Regions from separate parts of the Sus scrofa genome. Here region 2 is linked to region 1. A link is a contact called in public HiChIP or PLAC-seq data. All regions are on one chromosome and are shown on one strand. The core of a region is the stretch at or near the end of the contact, and the rest is flanking DNA. Distances in the headings are between cores, read along the strand shown. Region 1 overlaps USP3 (ubiquitin carboxyl-terminal hydrolase 3). Region 2 holds the start of USP3 (ubiquitin carboxyl-terminal hydrolase 3).

The links. HiChIP or PLAC-seq counts read pairs in DNA pulled down with a chosen protein or histone mark.
Region 2: a contact with region 1 is called in an H3K27ac HiChIP or PLAC-seq map of alveolar macrophages. The contact joins the promoter of USP3 here to the enhancer-like site in region 1. A contact is called at or near these places in 6 of 47 Hi-C or Micro-C datasets (alveolar macrophages, blood, embryonic fibroblasts and 3 more) and 1 of 2 datasets of contacts at active chromatin or transcription factors (alveolar macrophages).

Annotation. Positions count from the first base shown.
Region 1 is chr1:108,479,366-108,482,692 of Sscrofa11.1, reverse strand. It overlaps USP3 (ubiquitin carboxyl-terminal hydrolase 3), which reads left to right. Exons shown (of 16, transcript XM_021094102.1): 4 at 1-77. The coding sequence starts at 49. Among named protein-coding and RNA genes, the nearest start is that of USP3, 35 kb to the left of the region's middle. Within about 2 kb of position 1,997, at least 3 of the 83 cell types and tissues checked have an H3K27ac peak or open chromatin away from gene starts, as enhancers often do. A contact at or near this core is called in alveolar macrophages, where this site is marked.
Region 2 is chr1:108,513,583-108,516,936 of Sscrofa11.1, reverse strand. USP3 (ubiquitin carboxyl-terminal hydrolase 3) reads left to right here and starts at 1,326. Exons shown (of 16, transcript XM_021094102.1): 1 at 1,326-1,739.

The DNA.
Region 1 (3,327 bases), core at 748-3,247:
AATCATAAGAAATCAGAAAAGCAAGAAAAAGCTCAGCACACAGTGTGTATGGATTGCAGTAGCTACAGTACATATTGGTAAGTATTAATATTTTCTGAAAATGATATACCTTTATTATGTGGGTGCCAAGTGTTTTCTCATCTTCCTCGTTCTTTCCCCTCCCCCCAGTCTCTGAACCAGTTGGGACTTGCCGTTTCTGCTTTTTAGTCCTGTTAGGATTTACAGAGGACTGGGGCCATCAGGAATGTCTGTCCTTATTCATTTAGATTTAACTTTGCATTGCCCTTTCAACCTCTAGGCCTCTGTTTCTTTCCCATCCCAGTAAGCTTCAGGAAATGAAAAATAACTATTTGTTGTTGTTCATTACAGTTCTTTTTCTTTTCTTGCTTTCTTTTTAATTGAAGAATAATATGATAAAAACTCAAGTGTCCCCCTCCCCAATAAAAACACATGTTCCTACTGTCCCGTTAACATTTTGTTATATAATCTTAAAATGTTAACTTCTCTGTTTAAAAAATTATTTTGGCAGTCTACCCTGTTTCAGCACAGTTCCACTATCCTCTTCTGTAGATAAATGTCAGGAATTTTGTATGTAGCCTTTTAGGCTAATTTTTTTAAAAATATCACATTCTTTAAAAGGATACTGGAGACCCTGTTCTCTCTTGGTAATATAATACTCATATTTGTATCATAAATAACAATGAAGTATTTTTCTTAGTAGATCAGGTTATTTAGTATTAATAAGGTTACAGTTGATATTCAATAAATCTGTATTCATTTGATATGCTCAAAAAGTTTATTTTATAGTTTTAACTTTATTATGAAGTAAATTGCTTTCCTTGACCAGTAAATTAGGGATAAGTCTTTATTGTTTTAGTCATTGTACTGAATTCAGAAGGTTTTTGAAATTGAGAGGAAAAAAAAAAACAACCCAAGACATTGAAAAGATCCCCCCTTTTTTGGCGGGGAAGCATATAGCCCCTGAATGTCAAGGTAGTACTGAGCAAGGGTGGGGATTTAAAATCCAGCTATCCCTTTCGATTAATGCTTTCTGCTGAAATTGTGTGCTAATCCTTTCTACATCGTCCTTAGTTGATGATTGTATTATAGAAAGGTGTTCATCAAAAGGAAGGGAAAAAGTCAGTGGCTTCCCAAGTTTACACTTTTACAGGTTGACACCATTACATTGTGGTTGTTGAATAAAACATTGTAAGGTTTAGTCATCCAGATCACTACTATGTCAGTGATCCTTTGTGTAGAAGATGTCCAGATGTGGAAGAGACAACCTAGAGGTAGATGAAGATGTCAGTAAAAGTGAAAATCTCCCCAGGATTTTTTTTTTTTTTTGTCTGTTTTTTGTTGTTGTTGTTTGTTGTTGTTGTTATTGCTATCTCTTGGGCCGCTTCCGCGGCATATGGAGGTTCCCAGGCTAGGGGTTGAATTGGAGCTGTAGCTACCGGCCTACGCCAGAGCCACAGCAACGCGGGATCCGAGCCGAGTCTGCAACCTACACCACAGCTCACGGCAACGCCAGATCGTTAACCCACTGAGCAAGGGCAGGGACCAACCCGCGACCTCATGGTTCATAGTCGGATTCGTTAACCACTGCGCCACGACGGGAACTCCTCCCCAGGATTTTTATACAAGACTTAGTGTTCAGTTTATTGCTATTTGCTCTTATAAATTACTCCTTCCTACAAAAGCTGTGTTAGCCAAGCTGTTAAAGTGTTTGCTTTAGTTTTTCCCCCTTTCCCTCAGGACACTTATATACTAGAATGACATAGCTACCTAATTGACAGAATCACGTGTTTCTATAAGATTGTAAGTATTTCTCTTTAGACAGCAGAAATTAAGATCATTCTTGAGGTATCTGTCTCATAACAGTCATTATAGGTCATGTCAACGTGTACGTACCAGATGTTTAAAACATGCTTCTTGATTTTCAGTTAGCAATGTGCGTGAAATACATAATGGGGAAGTTTGGCAATACAACTAAATCCTGTGGCAGTGGGGTTTTTTTGCTGTTGGTAAGATTATGAGGAAATAGTAACTCTTTGAGGAGAGTTAAGGGATTATGTTGCAATTTTCTTAATGGAATGGAATTATATTTGTAGGTCTCTTTAAAAATATAGATTATATACTTTAATTACTTTGTAATTGCATTTTGGAGGAATACCTTTATTAATTAGCATTAGAATTTAATTTGTTTTATATTGGTATAGTGTGTTAAAGTACAAGTTGTTTCATGGGTGAATTGGAATTAAATGGCAAATCTTGAACCTTGGGGAATATACGCCATGGCAGGGGCTTCTTGGATAATTGCCAGTCTTTTGTGTGAAGTTATACAGAGCTGTCTGTGTGGACACCCAGAGCTTCTGAAATGCAGGAAGGGAGCTGCAGCTGGTCACATAACCATCTCATTTGTGGCTTTAGAAGAAAATGCCAGAGAATTACCCTGTAGCATTATACTGACAGCCTAAAGGGAATCTGCAATAGTAGTAAACTGATGAAGCTGTAGTTTAAATTAACATTTTGCCTACACTTCACTATAATTAAGAGACAAACAAAAAAGGTTTTCTTCTGTATGGTGCGTGCGGGCATGTGTTTTTTCCCAGTGCACCTTAGTAGTTTCGCTTCACCTTGTAAATTTTCCTTGTACAGAAATTTCTTGTGGTTAGACTGAATGGTTTGCTTCAGAGGTAGAATACTGGTGTATTAGATTTAATTTGATTATTAATTACTATGCTATAGTAAAAATATTTCGACTGTAGCTAATGTTAAAGTTCCTTTTCCATGTGCTCTGTGCTCTGAAGAAGTTGAAGCTTGTTCTGAGGCTTAGGGTTTTTCTATCCTTATTTTCCCTTTTCCAAGAGTCCCTGCCCTGTCTGATCTTTGCGTATCCTTTATGAAGCTGTCTGCACTCCCTTCTCAGCTCCAATTGTAGCTGAATATAATCTCTCCTAAACTCATAGTTCTTAGGATACTTGTAATTTCCTGCTGCACATTAGTTATTTGTAAATGTCCTTGGGGACTGCAGGAAACATATGTCAAATCTTTGCATCATGCAGAGCAGGCAGTAGATGTTTGAAAGATTGAATTTTGTTAACTATCTTCCAAAACGGGGAAGGTTATACCAAATCTACATTGCTGTGCTCTCCTGATCCTCTTGGAGGACTGAAGAGCTGCAGAACGTTTTTCTTGAAGAAGATTCAAATTACAGCGTATGTGAGCTATTCCATTTATTTCCCGAGAGGAACACCCTTGCAGAGCAGCTCCCTTTACTTCTGATATAAACTAGGTGTCTAGAGGAAGCAGAGATTAACCAAG
Region 2 (3,354 bases), core at 77-2,576, 35 kb before region 1:
GGAGGCAACCAAAGAGTGTTGACCGAGGAATGGGAAATACTGGGGGGGAAAGAATGGGGGGAGAGTAAGGAAGGGTCAACAGAGATGCCGCAGGTGAATGGACACCGTTAGGCAGAGGAGTGCGCGGCAGAAACCAAGTGGTGGCGGGTAGTGTGGGGGATGGCGAAGCGTGGGAAGTGACTGAGAGGGCACTCCTGGACTGTTGCAGGACTGCCCTGTGGGGAGGTGCTCTGCTCTAACCACTACCCGGCCTGGCCCGGTTAATCATTTCCTGACCTTCCTTCCTCCTCTCACCCGGCCCGAGGGATTGCCACATCAGCCTTCCCCTCCCCCTCCCTGCCTCCTGGCCCTGTTGCTCCTTCGCCGGGTTTTACAAGGAGCCCCAACTTTGAGGCAATGTTTGTAATAGCCCCAGACATCCCCAAGGCAGTGCCCCCACAAAGATCGCAGCCTCGCTAGGGCGTAACCCCTGCCCCAGAGGCTGGCCCTATCCTTTTTCCACAAAGAGATCAGAGTGCCTGGGAGCCAATCCTAGTACGGATTAACGGTAAAAAGGGGGATGGTAACAGCTGCTGGCGTGATGGTGCGAGGTTTAAATGAGGTATTATTTGTAAAGTGCCTGGTTAGGAGGCAGCAGTGGGTGTTTAACAATTGTTAGGTCCCTTCTCTTTTCGTCACCTGGTAACAGTGACCGCGCTCTCAGCAAACGCAGGTTAAAACTATCTCACTTAAATTTACACTGAGGGTGAGGTATGAATGTCCGATCGTCTGCTCAAAGTAACGGAGATGGTGAGTCACTGTGACAGGGGTTGAACACAGGTTCATGAGTGCCCACGCGGGACCAGCCACTCAGCACCCAGGTGGCTGGCTAAGGTCACGTGTTCAAAAACTGGAACTCGATCACTATCGCACCTGCCGAAGGGAGCAGAACACTAAACTAGCACTGCTCTGGGACCTATGCACCCCGGTGGGTCTAGGCCCTTAATCTAAGCTTGTGTCTTCCTGTGTAAAAATGGGGCCACAGAGCCTGTCTGCCCAGGTGGTTTTTATTTTCTTCACATTTTTTTTGTGTGGTCAGATTTTCTACCGCGCTGTAGCCAGTCCACCACACACAACGCAGAAGCACTCTTTGTGAGCGCTCGCCCGGCCGCGGTAAAAGCGGCGGACTGGCCCTGTGTGCCCTGGTTTAGCGCCCCACCCTTCCAGGGGCGGGGAAGCCGCGGCAGTCCCGGCCAACAGAGTTGGGAAAGTCACTTCCGAGTGCAGCCAGACCCTGGGCGACCCGCCTGCGAGCGCGGGGACCCCCACCCCGCGGGAGAGGACGGGGGCGGGGCTGGGCTTGGAGGCGGGGCCTGCCCGGGGCAGGGCGGGGCCAGCCTGGGAAGACGGAAGCCCCCAGCCTAGGGGTGGCGGCAGAACCCGGATTCCGGAGTACCACGTTTTCCGGAGCCGGGCCTCAGGAGACGGCGGGCGGGAAAACCCGGCTCCCGGAAGCTTTTGCTTTCTTTGACGCAAGGGCTCGGGACTCAGCTGCCGTCTGCCGAGCGCCCGGCGAGGAGCGACCCCAGACGGATCCTTCTTAGTCCCTCCGCCCCCCACCTCGCCGGGTCCCGGAGCCTCCGTCCTTCTCGCCGCTCTCCGGGTGGCCATGGAGTGTCCGCACCTCAGCTCCAGCGTCTGCATCGCTCCGGACTCAGCCAAGTTCCCCAACGGCTCCCCGTCGTCCTGGTGCTGCAGCGGTGAGTGCGGCCCCAGGCGGCCCTGAAGCGCACCCGAGGCCCCGGCTCTGTGGGGCCTGCCGTCTAGGGGCCGCTGGCGGCCGGCGCGCGGACTTGGGAAGGGGTGAGGGCGAGCGGGGCTCGGCGGCTGGGGAGGGGTACGCGGCGAGGCGGGTGGTGCGGCGGCAGGCGGAGCGGCGGCGGCAGCTCCTTTGTTTCCCGGGGCCCGACGGTCCGGCCGGCAAAGGAGAGGCCCGTGAGGGGCGGGAGCCCGCGGGGCCCACGAGCGCGTGGGGGCGGCAGCGAGCGGGGACCTTGGTCAGCGGCTCGCGCCCCCGCGCAGCCCTGCTGTGATCGGGGGCTGCGCTGGCCCGTGTCCCCGGGTCGGGGGCGGCGGGGGCGGGTGTCCGGCCCCCACAAGGCGGCCGCACGTGTGGCGGGGCCCGAGTTTCGTCCCCTCCTTGACGGGACGGCAAAAGCGTTGCTCTCGGGGCGCAGCTTTGTCCAGGCTGCGGGGCGCGCTCTGGGGCCCTTCGCTACCTGCCTGGGCCCCCCATGCACCCGCGACCCGACCCACGCCGACCGGCGGGAACCGGGACCCGGAGAGGTGCTGAGTACTCAGGCGGCGAAGGTCGGAGTCTTTCATCAGCCAGAAAGGGTGAAGTTTGAAAACAGGCTGCTGGTTAAAAAGCTGAGAAGGCTAATCGAGCAGCTGCTTTGGAGGGGTAGCTCGAGTTGTCTTTCATATCTTTCGGATTGTCCGAAATTGCCTTGGGATTTCCGAGTTTTTGTGCTGTAGGACAGTTATTAGGTTTATGTAATGCTTTTGCATTGCTTAAGCTTCTTAACTCCTTCTGCCAGGCCCCTTCGAAGCCCCAGTACCCCCTTATTGTCTGCTCTAGAGACTTAGGATCGCACCGGCCACACTGCTTTGATTACTTCCTGGTAGGGCCCTGGTGCTGCTGATAGTCTTTGTTTATTAGCTTTGAGAGGATCAATGATAGCTTGGGTTGTAGTGTAAAATTTGAATTGTGCATTTCAAAAATCTTAAATTCGTTTGAATAAATAAAGGGAAGAAAATAGCAATGCTACGTACGATTTAGCTGTGTGACATTTCTCCTTGTGTGCCGGAGCTGGGAAGATAGTTTAGAGAATGCACTAACACTTTTGACAGGTTACTTTTTAAAGGGTGAATATTTCCTTGGAGAAAAACTCAGGTAATGCCGCAAAGAAAAATTCATTCTAGGATAAGGAATAGAAATAACTGCGGTTTCCTTGAGCTCTCAGAGGTTGGATGCTTGGCTTGGCTTTGTAAAGTCAGTATCTTTTTCTGCATGAAGCCTATAAAGATTATTAACTGGTTAATTTGTTTTACAGTGCAGTGTTGCAGTTCTTTTATGAGGGTGCAGAAACTTACCTAAGAATGTTTCTTTTACAGTGAATGTTGAGTATGAAACAACAAATAAGGTGTATCAAATTGCTTTACAAATTGCTTGGTAGTGCATTAGCTATAATTGTAGTTATAGCTGTGGTGCTATAAGTGTAACTTTTTTTTCCCCCCAAAAGAGATGTGAAAAAAAAAATCAAAGTAAACACTAGGAAAAGCATACCTCATGAAGAATGATGAAATTACTCC